Linked DNA regions of Mus musculus: region 1 is linked to region 2. The links are chromatin contacts, called in public HiChIP or PLAC-seq maps. All regions are on one chromosome and are shown on one strand. The core of a region is the stretch at or near the end of the contact, and the rest is flanking DNA. Distances in the headings are between cores, read along the strand shown. Region 1 holds the start of 4930423D24Rik (a long non-coding RNA gene). Region 2 overlaps Best3 (bestrophin 3).

Region 1 (5,172 bases), core at 1,585-4,084, 150 kb before region 2:
CCTGGCTATTGCCAGGTAACTGGGGGGGGGGGGGGTGGAGCTTAGAATGCTAACATGTTCTAAGCAAGGCTTTGTGTGGTTGGCTGGCGACTTATACATGGCTACCCCATCTGACTTGTTCTAACTGCCACTTCTCTTCTTCCACCTTAGTATCCTGTGGCTTTCTATTGTTTGTAGGCTGATGGACCATGCCTGAAGGAAAAGCATACAACCTTATCAAGCAGGATGGCTATCAATCAATGCACGCTAACGTAACTGGGGAACCATCCAGACGGAATTCACCTCCCAGTAGAAGGAGGTCCCTCAGCTTGGTCACATCCATTTTAGAATGCTCTCATCTTCTGGTCAGCCTTCCTGGGTCTGGGCCCTCTTTACTGGTCTTAAAGCCCTATCCTATCCCATTTCCTTCACTGTGGCTCATCAGCTCCTTGGTGCCTTCTGCCCATGAAAGCAGACAATGATGATGCGGTTACCCCCTTGAGCTACGATTTCATCACACTACACTCCCTTCACATCACTTTCTTCCTTCCTTTCTTTCTTTCTTTCTTTCTTTCTTTCTTTCTTTCTCTCTCTCTCTCTCTCTCTCTCTTTCTTTCTTTCTTTCTTTCTTTCTCTCTTTCAGATTTATTTATTATTATAGGTAAGTACACTGTAGCTATCTTCAGACACCCCAAGAAGCCCAAAAGAGGGCTCATTGATCTCATTACGGATGGTTGTGAGCCACCGTGTTGTTGCTGAGAATTAAACTCAGGTCCTCTGGAAGAGCAGTCAGTGCTCTTAACCACTGAGCCATCTCTCCAGCCCTATTTATTTATTTATTTATTTATTGGTCTTTTTGAGACAGGGTTTCTCTGTATAGCCCTGGCTGTCCTGGAACTCAGACTGTAGACTAGGCCGGCCTCGAACTCAGAAATCCACCTGCCTCTGCCTCCCGAGTGCTGGGATTAAAGGCGAGCACCACCATGCCCGGCTTATTTTTAAAGATTTATTTATTATGTAGAGTGTTCTGCCTGCATGTATGTTCTGTCTGCAGGCCAGAAGAGGGCACCAGATCTCATTATAGATGGTTATGAGCCACCGAGTAGTTGCTGGGAATTGAACTCATGTCCTCTAAGCCATCTCTCCAGCCCCCCACCCCTTTTTATTTATTTTTTTAATGGGATAAGTGACAATTATTTCCCCAAGTCTATCTTAAAGCAAAATAAATAATAATAAAAAAATAGCAATCACATTTTCCCAACGTTGTTTGCGTAAGTAATGTCAGTTTGTCCCCTTCAGCAATGGTCTCTTCTAATTAACATCGTTCTTCATAAGATCTAAAATATCTCCTAGCTTTTACTTTTTTATTGTATTTTATTTATTTATTTATTTTTGTTTTCAAGGTAGGGTTTCTTTGTGTAGCCCCGGAACTCACTCTGTAGATTAGGCTGGCCTCGAACTCACAGAGATCTGCCTGTTGGGATTAAAGATGTGAGTCACCACCTCCTGGCCTGTAGTGTTTTTATTTCTACCCTTCTGCATAATTGGTAGCTTCTACAGAACTCAAGATCAGAAATACATCTTTAAAAATCTTTGTTTTACACTTATTTATTTAGTCCATTGCCATTTAACACACGGGCTTTCATTGTCTTAGAGCTCAACCACCAGGCTACACTGGCTGGTGAGTGAATTCCAGGGAATTCTCCTGCCTCTGCCTCCCACCACACGTATGGTAAGCATGTGCCACCACACCTGGCATTTTTATTTAGGTCCTAGAGACTGAGCTTGGGCCCCCGATGCTGACAGGCAAGATTTTATTGACTATTTTCCAGTAGTATTTCTACCCTAAAATATTTTTTGTCAAATAATACGTGTGTGGAAGGGGTATGTGCACATGAGTGCAGATACCTGCGGGAGCTACAAGAGAGGAGTCAGGTGCCCTGGAGTTGGAGTCACAGGTGGTTGTAAGCCACCAGACTCAGGTGTTGATCATCCAAGTTAGACCTTTAAAAGAGTAACGTGCACTCGGTCAGGGATGGTACCACATGCCTTTAGTCCTAGCAGTCAGACTCCAGATATTTTTGGCAACAGAAAGAAAATAGATTCAAGTAATTACGACGTACCAAAAGTCATCGGAAGGGACTAAAAAGAAGGCAGAGGGAATTTGGATCTCTGTGAGTTCAAGGTTAGCCTGGTCTACATAGCAAGTTCCAAGGCAGCCAGGGCTACATAGCATCTCATTTAAAAAAAATAAAATGGTCGTACATGCTCTTTACCATTGAGCCACCTCTCCAGCAGCAGGACTGTCATTCCTGTTTCTCATTATACTCTTTCTTCTAATGCCAGTTTGCTATTGGTATGTTTTATGTAAAAATGAGACAATACCGTGGTGGAATAGAACACTTACCCAGTAAACACAAGGCCAGGGTTTTGTTTCCCAGGGCCACAATCAATCAACAGAGATAAAAAACTCATCTGTGCTTTTTATTGTGCAGGACTTTCCCCCTTTCTCCTCAAACACTGTTCTCTGAGGACACTAGTGGACCCAAAGACAGACTCTCCTCTCCTCCGTGAAGTAAGTCTGCCTGCCGGTGTCCAGGGCCACTAGTATTAAAGGCTAGAGCTCTTATCGATCAATCCTCAGACTTTCTGATTCTTCAACTGTCTCAGGGTCCAGGGGTTTTTCAGGCGCGCTCTCTGCAGATAGCCAGCACTCTCCGCAACCCATCCCCCATGCAGTGATGGCATTATCATCCCCTTCACTAAAGGAAACAGAAAATGCTCCAGACACTGTGGGCGACAGAAAGAAATTAGATCCAAGTAATTATGAGTCACCAAGTTCACTGGGAGGGCTTAAAAGGAAGGCGAGGCTAGATCTTGAGACTGAGTTACTGCTAACACTGCATTACACGGGTCCTGATGTTCATCAAGCTGCCTAACCTACACTACAGGGTGTTCCGGCAAACCTAAGACCCGGAACCAGAACCGGAACAGAATCGCCCTTCGCTGTATTTGATGTGTCTCTACCAGAAGCAACAGTGAGAGGAACAGGATAGTGGGCCTCGCGTAGCTTCTCCTGCCCAAGCGCAGTGAATTGTGGACTCCGAATTTATATTCCAAAGCCTAGACGCAAAGCAGTCTGATGAATGTACTGGTTTTGTTTGTTCATTTGTTTTCATTTTGAAGTTGCTGATAACCAGGATGTTACAAGAAGTGTCTGCCTAGGCAATCTCCAAATTCTCCACAGAAGGGGCAAGGCTAGGGAGAAGATCTGGGGTTCTAACCATCCCCCCCCCCCCCCCCCCCCCCCCGTATAATGAAGACTTCTAGAATTTCATGGCAGGAATCAGAATGCCTCTGCAGGTTTCATTGTATTCTTTGTTGCTCAGAAACAAGTCTCTCAATCCAGTCCACAGTACCCGGAAGGAGATCTTTGGGGATCGTCTAGAAAGTGCTTACCTTACTCAGAAACGTCACAGCTTTCCTCCTTATGAAAATCATTGCTTTCTGTGCCTTTGGGTTTTTTGTTTGTTTGTTTTTGGGTTTTTGTTTTTTGTTTTTTGTTTTTTGTTTTAACCTATCAGAAGTGACACTCCTTCCCTCTCATACTATCTCCCTCCTTGGAGCTGACCTGGCTCCACCTATAGCATTGTAGTAGAGTTTGAATCGCAGAGAATTCAAGGACAGACTCCTGAGGGGGCGGGGTCTGGATCTGTGTGTGCCGGCTCTAGAACCTCTGTGGTGAATGAACATATCAAAATGTGTCCACCCCCCTAAACTCGAGTTTCATCTAAGAAGTAAGGATATTGGAGCCAGCTCAGGCGAGTTCCTGTGGGATGAACTTGGCTGATGCATAGAGAGTAGGTAACATTGGGGCTGGAGAAACAGCTCCGGGGCTCAGTGTGCTGGAGAATCCACGCCCGACTCCCAGCACCCACCCAGTGACTTAGCCCACAGTAATCTGTAACTGTGGTTCCAGGGAATTTGACACACTCCTCTGGCCTCTGAGAGCACCAGACATCGGGTGCACAGACATACATGTACTCCAAACACCCATACACATAAAAAAAATTTTATTTCTAAAAGAAGAGTGTTTAAGGTAATGTTTTTTTTTCATATAAAATATATGCACATTCAAACTAATTAGACTATGATTGCCAGTTCATTTCTTCACACATTAAAAAATATTGTTGTATTCTCCCATGAAGCCTCATCACTAGTGAGGAGAATCCTTTTTTTAGTGCTATCGAGTACACATTTTGCCTATAAATTCATAGCACTGGGTAGTCCCTCATTTGCTACTTTGGCCACCCCTCTTCCCTGAGCTGGAGAGCAAACCCAGGGCTTGGTGTATCCTAAGCAAACATTCTACCACTGAGCTACACCCTAGCCCTTATATTTGCTTTTGATATCAAGTAGTACTTTATATATTCTGGACATTATACTTGGTTAATTATATTGATATTTTTGACAGTTTTTTTGAACATTTACTATTCTCAGAAGATACCACAATGAAGAAAATAATGAACAACAACAACAAAAAATAACCACTTGAAATTCGTGAAGCATTTTACATTCTAGTATAGGCATGGAAACAATAAGCAGAATTTATTATGTACTAAATTTTAGGTTCTCTGTAATGAATGCCATAGAGCAGGAAGTAGGGGTGAGGGATGGTGGGTCTGGAGTAATTTAAGATGGTGGCCTGGAAGGTCTCACTGTCGAGAAGACAGTGAGTAAAATTCTTAAGGTTAGAAAGCAGCAAGTCCTAGAGATATGTGGTGGAAGACACCTTAGGGGACAGGTGTGGTGACAGGTGGATGGTGGATCAGGAATTCAAAGTTGTATATTGTTGAGTGACCTGGGCTCAAGAAAAAGAAAGAAAGGAAAAGAACGAAGGAAGGAAGGAAGGAAGAAAGAAAGGAAGAGAGAGAGAGGGAGAGAGAGAGAGAGAGAGAGAGAGAGAGAGAGAGAGAGAGGAAGGAAGGAAGGAAGGAAGGAAGGAAGGAAGGAAGGAAGGAAGGAAGGAAGGAAGGAAGGAAGAAAAAGAAAGAAAACAGGCAAACACCAGCTGGGTTATGATAGCTACAGCATTCGGGAGGCAGTGGTATGTGGATCTCTTTGAGTTCGAGGCCAGCCTGATTTTCAGAGTGTGTTCCAGGAAAGCCAGGGCCACAGAGAGAAATCCTGTCT
Region 2 (4,787 bases), core at 714-3,213:
AGCAGGAGGAGGAGGAGGAACAGGAGGAGGAACAGGAGGAGGAACAGGAGGAGGAACAGGAGGAGGAGCAGGAGGAGGAGCAGGAGGAGGAGCAGGAGGAGGGGCAGGAGGAGGAGGAGGAGCAGGAGCAGGAGGAGGAGCAGGAGGAGGAGCAGGAGGAGGGGGAGGAGCAGGAGGAGGAGCAGGAGGAGCAGAGGGTTTGAGATGATGGTGGGTACCATCAACCCACACTCACCTCTCTGGCAAGCCTAGAAGCATGGGAGGCTAGGTGTGTTAGATTCCTGTACTAGTGTCTTATAGTTTGAGCAGGTGACAGAGTTGGAAAGAGGGACAGATTAGAGTCATGGGAGGAGCTAGACAGGGAGAAAGGAAGAGGAAAAATGGAAGAGTAAAAGGGAGAGAGAGAAACGAAGATCCGACAATGAGATAGTTCTTGAAGAGAAGTGGAACTTTCTGGAGCTGAGGGAGTTTAAGGATTAAGGAAAGATGGTAGCAATGTTATAGAAGGTAGGTGTGAGATGGTCAGGAAGTCAGTGGAACAACTCTAAGCAGAAAAGGATCTCTGGGCATGGCATGGTCTGACTCTTCTTGTCTCTGTAGCTAAAGGAAAAGAGAGGTAGGGGAAGGAGCCAGGAAAGGAACAAGACACTTTGTGTCTGGGCCTTTGTTTCTATAGTATTGGACTATGATCTGTTTTGGCTCTTCCCAAAGCTAATCAAGTGTAAGTGTATAAGCCATATGCATTTATATGATATCCCTTATTTGGTTACGGTAATCAATTTGGGCTGTAAAACTTCCATGAAAGCCCCTGTGTGCTAGACAATGTGGATGTGTTTGATCATAACGCCCTTCAGAGTTCTAAGTAGCTTGTATAGTAGGATCATTTCTCCAAATGCTGGCCAGTTCCTGGGGGCCGATTCCGGGACTGGTGCAGACAGCTTTATGTAAAGTAGGGAGCTGGGTTAGAACCAGGTCCTGGGGCGCTGTGGTGTTCCCTTCGGGGATTCTCCAGTGTGCTCGTTGTTAAACTCCAAGATGTCTGTTTCCTTATCCAAACTTTCCATTAAGTACAGGATGTCGGGGGCGAGGGCAGAGCCAGCCCCAGGATGGATTCCGTTGGTCTCTGAGGGTGTTTCTGTGTCAGGTAAAAGAAGAGCATCCCGGGGACTCACAGGATCTGGACCTAAGTTTCCCAGCGAGGTGTGCCTGGACTCCAGAAACTCTGGCAGGCTCCACCTTTTGGGAAATCTGTCATCCTCTAGATCTTCCTCGAACTTGAACAAGTCTCTTTCAGTACTGGCTGAAGTAGTCTGGGGATTGGGGTCTCCAGGTGGGGTCCCTGAAGGCTCTACCTGCTGCTCAGTCCCGCTCGGCTGCACCCCGGTGAACTCGAGGCTCAAGATGGAGGTAGTGGAGTCATGCTGATGGCTGTCTGCTGAGAACGCTGGTGCTTCAGCGGCGGTGATTAGGACCTCAGGGACCTGGGGCATTTTGGTAGGGGAGGACCTCACGCTGGACTGCGGGCTCAGGCTCTGCAGCGTGCTGGTACGGCTGGTCTCCCTGATGGTGGACAGTTCTCCCATGCTGGAGTGCAGCTTGGGGCTGCCCTCTTGGGAGCGGGATTGCTTCCGTGTGGGCGAGCCTCGGTGGGGGTTCCTGGACGGCACATCCAGCAGATCCCGAGCTGGGCTTGGGGGTAAGAACATGGAGCTGTCGCTGGCCTGCCTGCCGAAGCTCCTCCTCCTCCTGGGGCTGCCAGGATGCTCGTGGGTACTCAGGAAGCGCTTGACCCTCCTCATCACTGAGTGCCGGTTTCCGTGTTTCTCGTAGTTCCACAGCCAGTCCTCTGCGGGGAAGTTGGACCCGGACAGCCTGAAGGGAGCACATGACAGAAGACAGAGTAGCTGCAGGACGAACCGTGGGGTTGGTCACAAAGTTAAGAGGTGAGTCACAGCGACTGCCACTTACACATTCAAAATGATAACGGAGGAGACGTAGAGGGAAAGAATGTTATGAGCGCACGGTCCATTAGGAATGAAGTGATGACATCATCACATATCTAGTTGCCTCTAGAAAATTCCACTGAATAGACAGACGTCTCCTCTTATCTCTGAGAGCTACATTCCAAGATCCCCAGTGGATTCCCAGCAGGATGGGAATGCCTTTCCTATCTTAGCTAAACGTGCACCACTCGTGGCTATCACTTACTTATTTAAAGACAAGAGTCTCGTGTCCCAGACTATACTGCCTAGGATCATTTGAACTTCTAATCCTGATATCCTCCACTTGCCAAGTTTTGGGACTACAGGTATGCGCTAGCATCCTTGTCTATGTGGCTAAATAACTTTTAAGTTAAAAAATGTTATTACTATGTGTCTCTGTGTATGCTGTATGTGTGTGAGTGTGGGCACACATGTGTCATGGCGTGATTGTAGAGGGCAGCTTTTTGGAGTCAATTCTTTCCCTCCCGAGTGTGTTCCAGGGATCCAACCCAGGTTATCAGGCTTCTGTGGCAAGTCTATATTTACAGCCGAGCCATCTTGTCTATCCTTCTGTAATGTTGGCAGCGTCGCGCATGACAGTAAAACTATCATGGGTTCTCTTCCCATTCTTAACGATATCATGGGTAGATTTGTTCTTGTCCATATTAACAAACGGCACATATTTTTCATTCATCAAGAACTTTCACTTTTCATGTAAGGGACACATCTCACAACCTCTCTTAGACAGAGCCCAAAACTATCAGTGCTGTTACTCTTGTGGACCTATTATAAAGCAGAAAAAATAAATTAAGGTATCTTTCTGACACAAGCACTTCCATGCTGGTACCTCTGTCGCTCTGATAACTGAGCTGGGTAGGAAGTTAGGGCCAGGTAGGGCTCGCACTACAGATACAAGGGACAGAGGGGTTGGTTCACAGCCAGATGGGGTGCTGTCAGAGCCCCACATACCCTCGCACTGCCAGAGTGGGATGCAATTTATGATCCATGAGTTGTTTCTGACACCTCCTACTTAACACCTTTGGGCTGTGGTTGACTCTGTATAACTGAAACCAGCGGCGGAGACCAGAGGGGCTTTTCATGTACTAATAAAGGCACGGCATGAAGGGACTTTTCATGTACTAATAAAGGCATGGCATGAAGGGACAGCACCACCGTGTTAGGATGAGATAGTTCTACCCACATGGACGACCTTCCGGAGTCTCGGTGACCTCCGAGGGTTTCCAGACTGCACTTTGAAAATTACTGACCTAGCAACTTGAACGTTAGTATACACTGTACAAAAAGTGCATTTTTCCTCTTTTTATTAGAGTTGAAATAAAGACAGACTTCCCCGGGACCCATCATTCACCCCACTTTATAAAAAAAAAAAAAAATAATGGATCATAGCTAAACTCCAGAGGCTTCACAGACTGGTGGGATGGCTCAGCGCATAGTGCTTGCCGTGTAAACCTGGTAACCTGAGCTTGATGCCAAGAACCCAAGGGAAAGGACCTTACAGGGTTGTCTTGTGACCTTCATACTGCCTATGTGCCACACGTGTGCCCTGCCCCCAGATAAATTAAACAAGAGATCAGGAATGCAAACGACCGCTAATGCTCACTTAGCTATCAGTGATGATGATCACAGTCCATGTTGCTATGGTTAAAACACTTTAAAGCCCCGTGAGTGAGGTCCAGGAGGATCATGGCGCCTAAGGAGTTACTGAGGCTAAAGTGGAAGCCTTACTCCAACACTTTTGCTTCTTTCCACTTTGATATAAAGCCTGCCACCCAGGCATCAAAAGATGCTAGAGCCCAGGACTGTATAACAAGTGAGATGCAGCTCTCAGAAGGAGCTGAGATAATGTCTGGAGAGAGCTTGACACTTCAGCTACTCACTCAGGGCTTGGTGAGGAGGAGTCAGAAAGTCGTGGATAGGATGCGTGGAGGTGAGGTGGGTTTTCTGTGTGGCTGGGGTCCCTGGGTAGGTTTGATGGAACTTAAGAACTCCCTGTGGAAATGCTGGCATTTAGATGCAAGATGCCATGTTTACTCTTTTCAATCCCCTTCAAGGATTAAATAAAATAATTAAATGAGGCAAGGAAGCCCTTTGGCAGTGAGGTCTACTCTTGCCTCAGAGGGTTGCCCCACATCTCTGTCAGCTTCAGCCTTGCTGGGGTTTGAAGAACAACTTGAACATTTGCACCGAGGTACCAGTGGTTCCTGCTGGCTCAGGGAGCAGCAGCCATGCTGTCCCAGTCCAGGGCCGGTGACCATACCCACAGCGACAAGATGCCTTGTGCCAGGTGTGTCTTCTGTGACACGAAGGAAAAGGCTGGTGGGGATGCAGGTGAGAGCGCAGAGAGGACTGCCAAAGGCGACGCGCTCCTGCGGTTATGAATAAAAGATGGATGAGATGATCGCTCAGCTAAATGTCCTGGGATGGGGCTCGATTACAACTGCGGGCTGTTATTCTGAAGCCCCGACAGTGCCCTTGGCTACTGGATAGTCTCCTGGCCCTCCCTCCAGAGCCAGTGCGGATCCGGTTACACGGCCTAGGGAGATGCAGACTCACGCTTTGGTGGCCCTGGTGACCCTGCTGGTTGGGTTTCATTAGGTCAGCTCACAGGACCTCATTAGTCACGCTTTACAGCAATCTACTTAGCTGGGGAGTTTGCAGAGGAGTGGCAGACACAGCCGCACACTATGACTGCCAAACTGGAGGTGCTCCGAGAACGTGAGGTCTTGCTGGCACAGGCTTTATGGGACAGACATATTCTTTCTTCTTGGGACATTGACAATTCAT

Evidence for each region. HiChIP or PLAC-seq counts read pairs in DNA pulled down with a chosen protein or histone mark.
Region 1: a contact with region 2 is called in an H3K27ac HiChIP or PLAC-seq map of extraembryonic endoderm stem cells. The contact joins two enhancer-like sites. A contact is called at or near these places in 1 of 484 Hi-C or Micro-C datasets (embryonic stem cells), 4 of 115 datasets of contacts at active chromatin or transcription factors (embryonic stem cells, extraembryonic endoderm stem cells and pancreatic cancer cells) and 1 of 9 other capture datasets (embryonic stem cells).

Annotation. Positions count from the first base shown.
Region 1 is chr10:117,172,478-117,177,649 of GRCm38.p6, reverse strand. 4930423D24Rik (a long non-coding RNA gene) reads right to left here and starts at 25. Exons shown (of 4, transcript XR_380819.3): 1 at 2-25. Within about 2 kb of position 2,834, at least 60 of the 459 cell types and tissues checked have an H3K27ac peak or open chromatin away from gene starts, as enhancers often do. A contact at or near this core is called in extraembryonic endoderm stem cells and pancreatic cancer cells, where this site is marked.
Region 2 is chr10:117,021,022-117,025,808 of GRCm38.p6, reverse strand. It overlaps Best3 (bestrophin 3), which reads right to left. Exons shown (of 10, transcript NM_001007583.1): 10 at 769-1,872. The coding sequence ends at 963. Among named protein-coding and RNA genes, the nearest start is that of Gm10747, 19 kb to the left of the region's middle. Within about 2 kb of position 1,963, at least 45 of the 459 cell types and tissues checked have an H3K27ac peak or open chromatin away from gene starts, as enhancers often do. A contact at or near this core is called in extraembryonic endoderm stem cells and pancreatic cancer cells, where this site is marked.